Linked DNA regions of Mus musculus: region 1 is linked to region 2. The links are chromatin contacts, called in public promoter capture Hi-C maps. All regions are on one chromosome and are shown on one strand. The core of a region is the stretch at or near the end of the contact, and the rest is flanking DNA. Distances in the headings are between cores, read along the strand shown.

The links. Promoter capture Hi-C pulls out the DNA fragments that hold promoters and counts their contacts.
Region 1: a promoter capture Hi-C map of pre-B cells shows a contact between it and region 2, with 2.9 times the contacts expected there. The contact joins the enhancer-like site here to the promoter of Nomo1 in region 2. A contact is called at or near these places in 8 of 39 promoter capture datasets (the 3T3-L1 cell line, 3T3-L1-derived adipocytes, the C10 cell line and 5 more), 1 of 484 Hi-C or Micro-C datasets (B cells), 5 of 115 datasets of contacts at active chromatin or transcription factors (the NIH/3T3 cell line, T-cell acute lymphoblastic leukemia, astrocytes and 2 more) and 1 of 9 other capture datasets (liver).

Annotation. Positions count from the first base shown.
Region 1 is chr7:46,612,770-46,618,726 of GRCm38.p6, reverse strand. It overlaps Sergef (secretion regulating guanine nucleotide exchange factor), which reads left to right. Exons shown (of 11, transcript NM_013789.2): 7 at 1-31; 8 at 3,951-4,109. Among named protein-coding and RNA genes, the nearest start is that of Sergef, 24 kb to the left of the region's middle. Within about 2 kb of position 2,891, at least 69 of the 459 cell types and tissues checked have an H3K27ac peak or open chromatin away from gene starts, as enhancers often do. A contact at or near this core is called in liver and pre-B cells, where this site is marked.
Region 2 is chr7:46,032,297-46,038,127 of GRCm38.p6, reverse strand. Nomo1 (nodal modulator 1) reads right to left here and starts at 4,432. Exons shown (of 31, transcript NM_153057.4): 1 at 4,156-4,432; 2 at 480-569. The coding sequence starts at 4,296.

The DNA.
Region 1 (5,957 bases), core at 1,642-4,141, 580 kb before region 2:
GCAGGATCTGACCACTCGGCCTCATTAACAGGTGGGTACCAGCCGAATGTGCCATTCAGATGTCTGCAGGCTGTGGCCTGGAATGAGGCTGAGTCAGAGTTTTGCGGGGGAGGGTATAGATTTTGGAGTGGGAGTTTGGTACCGCTCTAGGTATAATTTTAGGCACAGTTGCTTTCGCTTTTGAGACCGTCTCTTCATCTGGAACATACTTTCTGGGTAGCTGTAAGAACTTAGTTGGATGGTACGTATAAAGTACTCACATCAAGCGTCAGCTCAGTGCTCAGCCTCTGCGTTCTCTCAATTATACAGGGTGGAAAAGATTATCTTCCTCTTGGGGGAGCTGTGATGGGAAGATCAAGAGCTCAACAGTTAATTTATATATAGCCACGTACTGCTCAGCGATGGGGGCGTCACTGCCTGAGCGTCGGGGGGTGGGGGGGGGGATCCAGGCTGTTGCGCACCCAGGCTGTGTGATAGCGAACCATTGTGTGGCTCATTGCTGATGAAGTGTTAGCGAGGAGAGTTATGGCCATACAGCATACTGCGCTTTCGTTTGCTTTTGAGATGGTCTCACTTCCGTGTAGCCCAGGCTGGGTTGGAATTCACTATGTAACCCAGGATGGCCTCAACCGTACTGAACTCCTGCCTGAGCCTCCTGAGAGCATGGGTTGCAGGTGCGAATGACCTGGCTAAGGATGTACATTCCTTTCTAAGCCATTTCACTGTCTAATGCAATTTCTCACACTCTCCACCTTCCTGTACAGTAGTTTAAGTTTATTGACTTGTGCTAATCTGCTGCTGCCCACTTCACGTATTTATCGTCCTGTTTTCTTTCCGTGTGTTTGCCTACTCTTTTTACCTTTATTTCTGTTTTACTTCACCTTCATCCTTGTAGCTTTCCATATGACCAGTTTTTTGCACGTATCTGTATGTAACTTTATATATATTCTCTCTTTTTTCCTGTTTCATTTCTTTGGGCTTTTTCCCCCCAACACTAAACATCCATCTTTCTTTTTCTTTTTCCCTCTCTTCTCCCTTTCCTTTCTTCTTCCCTTGCCTCCTCTTTTCCTCCCTCCTTCTTTCTCTTCCTCCTCCCCTCTCTCTATTCCTTCCTTCCTTTTTTAGACATAGTCTTGTGTAACCCAGGCTGGCCTCAAACTCAGTAAGTAGATGAGGCTGGCCTCAGAACTCCGGATTCTTTTGCTTCCATCTCCCAAGTTCTAGGATTACAGGCATCCTCCGGCACGCTCAGCCTTCACACTGCAGTTTCCTGACTCTGTCTATCCATCAGTGCCAAGCCTGTGTATCTAGGTAGCCCAGTGGCCTCTCCTCAGGATGCCGTGTATCACTTTCTCACGAGGGAAGGTATTTCGCACCTGCACCTGTCTTGTACCTGGCACCTGGTCCCACATCTCTTCTAGAGACAATGTGATTGCAGGGTGCAAGCACCTTGCTCCGCCCAGTGATGAAAGAGACATCCCTGGAGGAGTGAGCCGAGATTAAGCTTCATTCTTTTTCTGTCCTAATTAATTTGAGATGGCTGGTAGTATGCAAACTTAGAAATTATCAAATTACCTGCTAATGTCGATTAAAAAATGAACAAAAACATGTGGTTACTAAATTATTTCCTACATGGCCACTTTATGGTGCCATGTTTAATACATAGACTGGATTTTTTTTTTTTTGGTGGAGCTATAATTTATATATGATATTCACCACTTTAAAGTGTCCATTTAATCATTTTTAGTATAGCCACAAAGTGAATTGGTTTTTGATATTTCGAAAGTGAGTTAAAAATTGTGAAGATTAATGGCCCTCCTTTCTCATCTCACTCAGGCTGTTAGCACATCGGATTGGGCTCGGTGTTCTTTAGACCTCTTCCCTGGAGTCCTTGTAGATTATGTAACCATTTGGCATTGCAGCAGAATTTAATTTTACCTGCTGATGCAACAGTGTAACTATCCCCATGGCAAGGCAGTCTGTCTTTCAAAAAGATGGCTTGGATATTCTGAGCCACAGAGGCTCCACACCCATGGCACCTCTGGGGCTCTCCAGCATCTACTGGGTTGACATTGTATGGGGTGAGGGGTGCTGTCTTTGCCCTCCTCTAAGGGATGGAGGCTGGAGGCACATCGTGGATCTGTAGGATGTCAGTGGCGGAAGCTTCACTTACACACCTTCACCTTAGAGGTGAAGAAATGGGGCATGGCGTGCTGTGCTCAGTGTGCCACAGCGAGTGGGTGGCAGAGGGAACTTGGAGATCCCTGAGCTATGACTGTCATCATCCTGTTTGGCCTTTGATGAGTTTTAGGGAATATGAGACCACTGTAGGGCAAGCAGTACTGTGAACTTTATCAGGAACTCGGCAAACGAAACAGGCCTGGCTCCTTCCTCGTCCCTTCACTGGCTGTGTGTGAGTCCTTGTTAGCCAGGTGATCTTGAAAAGCCATTTAACATGTCCCAGCCTTGATTAATTTATCTTTTGGGACCGTGCTGTATAATAGGATGTGAGCTGTCTCACAAAAGCTAAAATGAAATAGGTAAAATTAATCTTATTGAATGTCCAAAATCTTACTTACTATAATAGGAACATTATTAGGTATGTTTTCTGCGTGCCGTCTCTGTGCAGTCCATTGAGTACTTTCACGTGGGCCATTCACACTTCAGGTGTGACTAGTGTTTAGCCCCACTGCAGGCCTAGGGAAGCTCACAGAGGAACTGCAGACTGGTATCTCACTGGCTGACTTACAGCTTTGGCTTTCATTTTGTTTGACCTTTGTCTAAAATTTCTCTTTGAAGTTTACTTTTTAGACAGGCATGTGCTCTCTGGTTGCCACGGTCACCCACCAGTTGCTCCAGTAGGCAGTGACGTCAGTTAGGCCAGCAGCCCTCCCTTCCCAGATTCAGCTGGTGAAACCAAGACTCGGAGAGGAAGTGATTTGCCCAAGGTCAATAGCTAGTTAGCAGGTCCAGGAATAGCAGCCAGAGTCACTTGACTCTGCATTTGCTTCCTGCTCCTGTTACATCACCCTGCCAGGCACTTCTGCCTCCATCCTGAGATTGCTGTGAGGCTCAGATGAGCTCAGGGGCCGCACAGATGGGCAGTGGTAGCTCATTCTATTCTATGGCCAGTGAGCACAGTGAAATAATCTCATTTAAAAAGGTTTAAGCTAAAATACCATACAGGTTTTTTTTTTTTTTGGCAGTGTCTCCTGTAGTCCAGGTTGGCCTTGAAGTTACTGTGTAGCCAAGGATGACCTTGAACCTTGAAGTTACTGTGTAGCCAAGGATGACCTTGAACCTTGAAGTTACTGTGTAGCCAAGGATGACCGTGAACTCCTAATCCTTCTGCTGCTACTTCCAGAGTTCTGAGATTATAAGCAAGCACCAGCACACCCAGTTTGTGCAGTGCTGGGGGATTGTGTGTGCTAAGCAAACACTCTGCCAACTGAGCCACATCTCCAGCCCCCAAATAGTGTGTCTTCTAACCTGTTATCTTAAGTTTAAGTGGTTTACTGTGCAAGCATGAGGACTTCAATTTGAGTCTCAGCATTCACATAGAACGCATTGTGTAGAGTGGAGACTTGCGGGTTCCTGCGGCTTCCTGGCCTAGCTCCAGCTTCGGTGGAGACCATGTCTCGGAGGAATAAAATAAAAGTAACAGAGAAGGACACACGATGTTCTCTGTTCACCGGTACCCACAACTCCCCCAGCCCCAGGCATGAATATGTGCATGCATGCACATGTTATATACGCCAGGCCTTGCTTAGGTACAGAATTTTGTAAGTTTTACATTAGATCGTCCTACATAAATTTTGTATTGTGCATGGCCCTACTAAGTGCTGTGGTATCAGTAGGAAACGATCCCTTTTAGCTGTTTCTTTTTCAGCGTTGTCTCCTACCCTCCTGGGTCATGTTCCTGACTTCCCTCCCATGCACCTCTCTTTCAGATACAGGAGAGCTGTACGTCTGGGGCCGTAACAAGCATGGGCAGCTGGCCTCCCGCGCTGTGTTCCTTCCTCTGCCCCAGAGAATAGAAGCACATTACTTTCAGGATGAAAAGGTCACTGCTGTCTGGAGTGGCTGGACACACCTGGTTGCTAAGACAGGTGAGGGTGCAACGGAGAGTTTGGGGTTGGTGAGAGTAGCAGTCCACTCACTAGGACTTGGGGTTGAGGACTCGGGGCGGGGTGGGAGGACTTTAAGCACTGGGAAGTGGAGGACCTGGCACCCCTTGTGCCATCGGATTCCAGCTTTGCACTTGGAAATGCACGGCTGCATTGGTGACCTCATTCCGCCCAGGAGTCCTTGAGGTTTCGAGAGGGCGTCCGTGACCATCAACGTGACTGGGAGATTGGTCCGGGGTACCACTGAGCCTTTGCCTGGTCATGGCTAAGGAGATGCCTTTATTTTTTATTTCCCCCCGATCTGAGTTAAAACCACCTCAGAAAGGATTGGTAAATATTTCAAAGTGAGTCATAGCTGGCATGACATTCTGAGTTAAGCTTGAATTTGACTCTCCTGCACTGTATACAGTGATTGAGCCCTCCTGTTCCTTAGGGAACCACATGCCTGGATGGCCTGGGAATCTTTATCTTTTCATTGGCTTTTGTCTCTCCCTTAGATCAAGCCTTTCTTGGCCATCATATTCCTTCTTGGATTTTGGCTTTTCGTGGCCTCTCTCACCCCTGGCAGTCCAGGAGTGGCTGCCGGTCTGCAGTTTCTCAGACACTTTGATGTCACAGCAAGGCCATCTGAAACTCAGGAGTTCCCTGGCCTTGCTGGCTCCATCGCAGGCTCCCAAACACCTGTTGACTGCTTTTCCCGAAGTTTCTGGCTCTCAAAGGTTTTTGCCTTAGCGTCCGCTGTCTTCAGTAGGTCACACATGCTGTGTGCGTTTGAACACACAGATCCGTGAGCATTTGTGTGTGTGATGCTTTTAATTGATCCTTCCAAAGTGTGATGAATGGTAGCCTGGCTAAGGGGGACACATAGTAACCTTGATGTTGCCAGGTTGGAGGACGCTCTCAGGAAAGTGTGTTGTCCATTAGTAGGGAAGTTGTTTCTTCCCATAAAGAGCTTCAGATTGCATGAGCATAGTGATAGAAAACTTCATCTGTCCGTCTGTCCACCCATAGATCGATCCATCCGTTTGCCCATCATCCATCCACCCAGAAGTGGCAAGGTCTGTTTATGTGCCCCTGACGAGAGGCGGACACATATCAGAGCCCAGTCCCATTCCCGTATGAGACATGCAAGCACAGAGCCAAGTCCGGAGTGAAAAGCAGCGAGGCAGTGAGCCCTGGCAGCAGGCTGAGTAATTAGGTGTGAACAAGTGGGCGGCTATGGGTAGTCTTCACATAGTGCAGTCAGCCAAACACTCCTGCTCCCACGCAGGGGAGAGTCTGGGTAATCTCTGTACCTGGGTAAGTGGCTAACTAGGAAAGACAGAGTGGTTCTTCTTTGAAATGCTGTCTCGGAAGTGGACCTCGTGTGGGGCCAGCCAGCGGCCCAGCCCTGGGGTGGGAGGTTGGCAGCTGCATTCTTGATGGCGCTGACTCAGTCCAGCTGCTTGGGAGCTCAGCCTCAGGGTTCCACGCCCACTTGAGAGCATGGCTGTTTGTTTGTTTATTTATTTGTTTATTTATTCATTTATTCATTTATTTATTTATTTATTGGTTCAGCTGTTTAATTAAATTGCTAATTCAGCTTGCTTGTATCTGTACCTTACTCTGTTCCCTTTTTCTCCCAGGTCAAGAATGGCTAAAAGCTGGGTGTTTGAATATCTGGGTGTTACACTGAATTGGGGGTGAATGGGAGCATCCTGATTCACCACTCTCTGCTCCTTGCAGCAGCCCTGGCAGCCCTGGCCCTGGCCCGATGTCATTGAGGAGAAGCACTCAGGGTCTCCGTTTACCCAGACTCAGCTGCTCACAGTGCTGGGAACGAGTTTTCCT
Region 2 (5,831 bases), core at 3,183-5,682:
CACACACACCAAAGTAGGCAGGCTGTACCCATTCCCACTTTCCACATGCTGAATGAATGAATGAATGAATGAACGAACAAACAAACAAACAAATGGGTGTTTTTGAAATATTTCTTAAAAGAAAACACAAGATTCTATGGAATCCAAGTCTTTCAATGGCAGCACATATGACAACTGCCGTAAACTGTGCAGCGCTCAGAACATCTGGCTCACCTCTGCCTCCTCTTGCTAAGCTGCCTGTAGCATCCCCTCTGTGGCTGTGATGGGCAATATCTGGAGACACTGCCAAGCATGCCAGAGACATGCAGCCCCACCGAGCCCACTCAACCGTTGGAAATCTGCATTCCACTGATCTTTACAACAAAATGTTTGCACATGGGAGAAAGGCCATGCTCCTGGCCACCACTGTCACTTGGGCACACTAATTATTTCCTATCATAAAAGTCACTCATAGAGACTGAAGTCCCTCTACCTCTTACCTTATCATACAAGGGGATCATAAAGTAGCCGTTGTTAGGAGCACAGTCCGTCTGATATTTCAAAGTCCCATGCTTGGTGTATAACTTTATCTGGAAAGAAAGGAGAAAAAAAACCCTAAAGCTCTAATATTGGCTTAGAGAATAAGTTTCCACATGACACCTCCATGCGTTCTATTGGCCCGTGGTAGCTGAGCACCTATTACTGGCTAGCTGCTGAAACGGCTACAGGGACACAGGGAAAGAAGTCAGAGCACCCCAGAATAATGTCATTTATATTTTTCTTAGAGAAACCACCTTCAACCTACCCCTAAAGTCTCATTCTTTGAAGCTTTTCCTTGGCTTCAGTAGTTGTCTTCTGTTTTGCTTATGTAAATGTCTGAGTCTAAAACTTTCTAAGTTTGCTATTAGCAAGGCACTTGTGAAAATCCAGATTCCCAGGCCAGCAGGACGCCCAACAGGTTAAGGCATTTACTGCACAAGCCTGGAGACCTAAGCTCAAGTCCCGGAGCCAACATCAGGGTGGGAGGAAGGAACTGAGTTCACAAAGCCATCCTGTGGCCTCCCGCACAGCATGCGCGGACTCACAATAAGATGCAGCACGGACTTTTAACCTCTGAGCTGAGCCATCTCTCCAGCCACAAAATTCTTCTTTTTAGCTTATACAGGCTACTATTAAAGGACAGAATGTCACAGTTCAGAGCTTTGTCTGGTCCTTTTACTGCACTACGATCCCCCACCTGGGACAAGTCTTCAGCGTGTACCAAAACAGTTGTTGAAGGAAGGCACCTCAGGTAGAAACAGAGGGAAGACGACTGAAAAGAGTGGGAGACTAGGCGTGGCTGCACAGCCCTGTAGGCCTAGCACCTGGAGGCCTGGAGGCCTGGTAGGAGGATCACAAGTTCCAGACTGCCTGGGCATGCCCCCAAAAGAAGAGGAGGAGGAAGAGGAGGAGGAGGAGGAAGGGGAGGAAAGACTGTGAAATACCCATAATATTTACATGTTATAGAATACACTCGCCAGGCAGTGGTGGTGCACGCCTTTAATCCCAGCACTTGGGAGGCAGAGGCAGGTGGATTTCTGAGTTCGAGGCCAGCCTGGTCTACAGAGTGAGTTCCAGGACAGCCAGGGCTACACAGAGAAACCCTGTCTCAGAAAGAAAGAAAGAAAGAAAGAAAGAAAGAAAGAAAGAAAGAAAGAAAGAAAGAAAGAAAGAAAGAAAGAGAGAGAAAGAAGACAAGACTATATTGGTAAATTGTCACATGCTGTTTGAGCTCACTCGGAAGCTGGCTCTGGGAGCAGTGATGTCCCTTCTCCCTGTCAGACCTAAGCAAGCTTGTTTCAAAGTGTCTTCCAAGGACTGGCTGGCCCCATCCCTGTGACAGGGAGGGAAAAGAACAGCAAAATACCCCAAAAGTAAAATACCACTGAGCACAGGTGGAAGGTGGACCATTCCCAACAGATGTTACTATTCTTCCTCCTATGATATAAAAGTGCCTGGGGAAGCCACAAGTTCAGGAGTGTTATACTCAATCATGGAGAGAAAGCTCAACCAGGACTCCAGCTGATTCCTCAATTCCCCCATCAGTTTCCCCAGCTGTTGTAAGCACCTGAATTGATGGTATCACCTCCATACATTGTTACTTGTTTGTGAGAGGAAGGACACCCTGCTCTGTCCAGGGCTCCCTGTATTGCGTCCAGCGGACTTCTTCAGTCAATGGCTGTTTTGAACACTCATTTTGATGCTGCATTGTCATCTGTGTATCTGCTGGTTGCTGTTTATTATTGTACTCTGGCTTGCTACATTGTAACCATACCTTTAGCTACTTTGTGGGTTCTTTTTCTTCCAGCCTTTTCCACCCCCTTTCCTTCCACCCTTTCAGTCCCTAACACCAGATAGGAGAGAAAAACCGATAGAGGGGAAAGGGGGCGAAGTCATTGCTAGACTGCTTGCTTCCTGCTGATTAGGGGTGACCAACCAGTTCCTCAGGGCAAGTTTGATCTTTACTGTCAGGATATCTAAAACAACCAACCAACACCCCACCTCTCAGGGCCCTAGCATTTATATTCCCTCTGAAGAGTCCCCAGAATTCCAAATGTCACACACTCACAGAAACTATCTGCAGCTGGCAAAATTTGTCCTGCTAGTGCCTGAGGGAGATCATCATCAGATACTGGGGACAATCTGAGGCAGCCCCATGTCCCACACATGGGATTAAAATGACAACATATAATATTTTTTGTGATAAAAAAAAAAAACTCAAACTCTCACTATACATGTATTTAAGAAGCCCATTAATTCAAAATCAAAAGCATGGCTGCCATACTTCTCTCTGGACCATGCAGTACAAGTCTTTTGTGAAGTACAGCTCAGAAAACCCTCCGTGGAGATAACATGCATGAGATGTCTGATGTTGTAAGCAGAGATTACAAAAGGATGGGTTGCTTCAGAGAGGAGGACAAGGAGCCCTAAGGCTGGAGCACCACAGTTCACAATGGACCACAAAACCTACTCTCTGCTCTCGTAATCCCTGTTAGTGCTTAGGGGTGAGGTGACTGTCCTCTGACACCCCTGACTGTCCTCTCCTTCCTCTCAAAGCTGCAGAAAGCTCAAGCTGAAAAGCCTTCCAGGGCAGCTTCTGAGATGCCCAATGCTACAAAGCCAGTAGGTGGCACGGCCCCTGGTGACATGGAACCAGGACATACTCCTGTAATCCAGCACTGTGGGAAACAGAGGCAAGAGTGTCCAGAGTTCAAAGCCAGCCTTGGGTATATTGTAAATCTAAGGCCATACTGTGTCTCAAAAAATTGGAAAATCAATTATAAATCAACCAACGAGGTAGAGGGACTCTACAGAGAAAGCCTGGAAGATGACAGTTGATTCTCCGCGTCGGGAAATCTTACACCACCTCTAACCCCACCTAGAAGAAAGGTAGTTTGAAGAAAGGCTACGCCCACAGGAATTCAGGGTGGGAACGGCTTCTCACCTTTTCCCCCCGGCCCCACTGGGTCAGCTCAAAGGGCTCTCGGGTGCCCTTCTCTTTGGCACCTCCACATTTCTCCTCCTTGGGCACCAGTCTTTACCTCTTCCCATCTCCCTCCTTTCTCTGGCAGCACTACCAGCCCTCCTGGGAAAACCTAGCCTAGCTCTCTCTCCAATCCCCTGTGTCTACTTCTACCCCACCCCCTCTTCTCACAGGCTTTCTGGGTCAGAATCCCACCGGGTTGATAACCACTTCACATTAACTTTCGACTCAGTCAAAAATAACTCCACAAATCTCTAGTGTAATTCCAGCAACTATGCAAGGTGGCTGGCAACTTTAAAAAGGAGAGGTGGGGAAGGTAGGGCAGCTTCGCAGCCCCAGAGGTTGTTACACTGTTCCATGTCAGGACTTAGCAATGGGAATCGATCATCTTTAAATTCATCCCAGGGAGGATGGAGGAGCGGTAAGTCCGAGCCTTGGGGTCTTTAGTACGGAGAGTGACACGTGTGGTTTCCAAGTTCTGCAATATGGGTTGGGCAGATTAGAGTTTCGGAGGTCCTGGTATGGGGGAGCCGGGGTCGGGCAGACCCTCTCGGCCTTCCCGCTCCTCGGCGCGGCTGAGGAAGAGTGCAGAGCAGCCGAGAGCCTGGCCAAGGGTCATCCAGCCCACCCGGCTACGCGCGGCCGGGGCTCACCTCGATGAGCGAGTAGTTGATCTCCACGTCCGACTTCACGAAACCCCCGCAGCCTACCACGATGTCCTCGGAGCCGATCGCGCGCCCCGCGCCGCTCAGTAGCAGCAGCAGCAGCGCCGCGGCACACCGGCCCGCACGCATGGCCCGGCCTCCGCGTGCCTACCCTCCGCAACCCGCCCGGTCCCGCCCCTCACACCGCACGCAGCCGGCTCCTTCCTTCTCCTCGCTGGGCTGACAAGCCCAGGACCCGCCCCGGAGCTGCTCTGCGCAGGCGCGCCGCGGCCCTGCGCCCACGCCCCCAAGAAAGACCGACGCGACACGCGATCCGCCCGGAATGATGGCCGCTTGCGCCTCTGGCGTCCTGGAGGACTCTGCGCAGCCTCTGGAAGGAACAGCCCAGACAGGCTTCCACTTCAGAGTCATCGTCACGGCTAAGAGCTTTTTTGTTGATTAATGTATTCAACAAAGCCCAAGTCTTTTTGACTCACATATTTCACGCCAGATGTAATTTCAAAAAGCCCTTTAGAAATGTGTTATTTAGTTCTTTTTCCCACGACGCCATCTCTTACCAGTGCTTGACTGTATATTAAAATTTTGTTTTAGCCAAACAAGTCTAAGGCTTGCCTGAACCACAGGGCACATTCAAAACCAACCTGGGCAACTTTAGCCCTGCTTGGGTTACATAGAGAGTACTAGGGTAACCAGAGAGTAAGGGTGGGGGGTTGGGGGGTGTCTTGGGTTGACGGCAGTCAGTAAAGTGTCTCACAATGATAAGGATCTGAGTTTGACCCCCAGAACCATGCTAACACCAGCAACCTCAGCACTGGGGAGGTGGAGACTGGAGGACCCCCGGGGCTCACTGTCTAGTCTAAGGGGAGAACAGTAAGAAGCTCAGTCTCCGAGGATGTGGGTCACCTTCCTACCTGACAGTGATACTCCAGGCGTCCTCTGATGGATGTGCTGGGGCAGAAGGTTTATTATAGACATCTGGGAGAGCACAGCCAGAGGCGGGAACATCTGGGAGAGTCCAGAGTGAACGTGACCCTGAGCCATGAGAAGAGACAGGGAGGGGAAGGGAGAGTGGAGAGAGGGGAACCAAGTGCAGCAGCCAGGAGGCACAGAGGTGTAGCCCTGGAGAGTTCAGGGCAGGGGATGGGGGATGTCAGCCATGGTGGCCCTGTAAGAGTTAGGAGCTGAGTGTTGCTGATAGAACCTGGGGGCCAGGTCCGCTTTAATATGTTAAATAGGCACCTCAGCGGTGTGTCCCAGGTTTGACACCTCACACTGCTTCCATGATGGACGATAGAATTTGAGGTAATCTGGAATCTGTGTTCCTGGGCCATGGCTCAAAATGGCTCCAGAATAAACTATCTATTATTCCCCTTAAGATGAGAGCTCTGGTTTTGTGTTGACACACCCACACATGTGCACATAAAGAAATCTGTGCATCTGGCTTCTTTATTACCAATGATGTATTTCTGTTGACATGGTTTTCCATTACAAATGATGCTGTACTTGGCTTTGAGACTTCATCTCACTAGGTAGCCCTGGTAGGCCTCAAACTCACTTACATCCCCCTGCCTCTGCCTCCTGAGTGCTGGGGATTAAAAGCATATACCACCTACCTGGCTAAATGATGTTTTCTTCTGCAAAACATATTAACTAAGTTCATAATT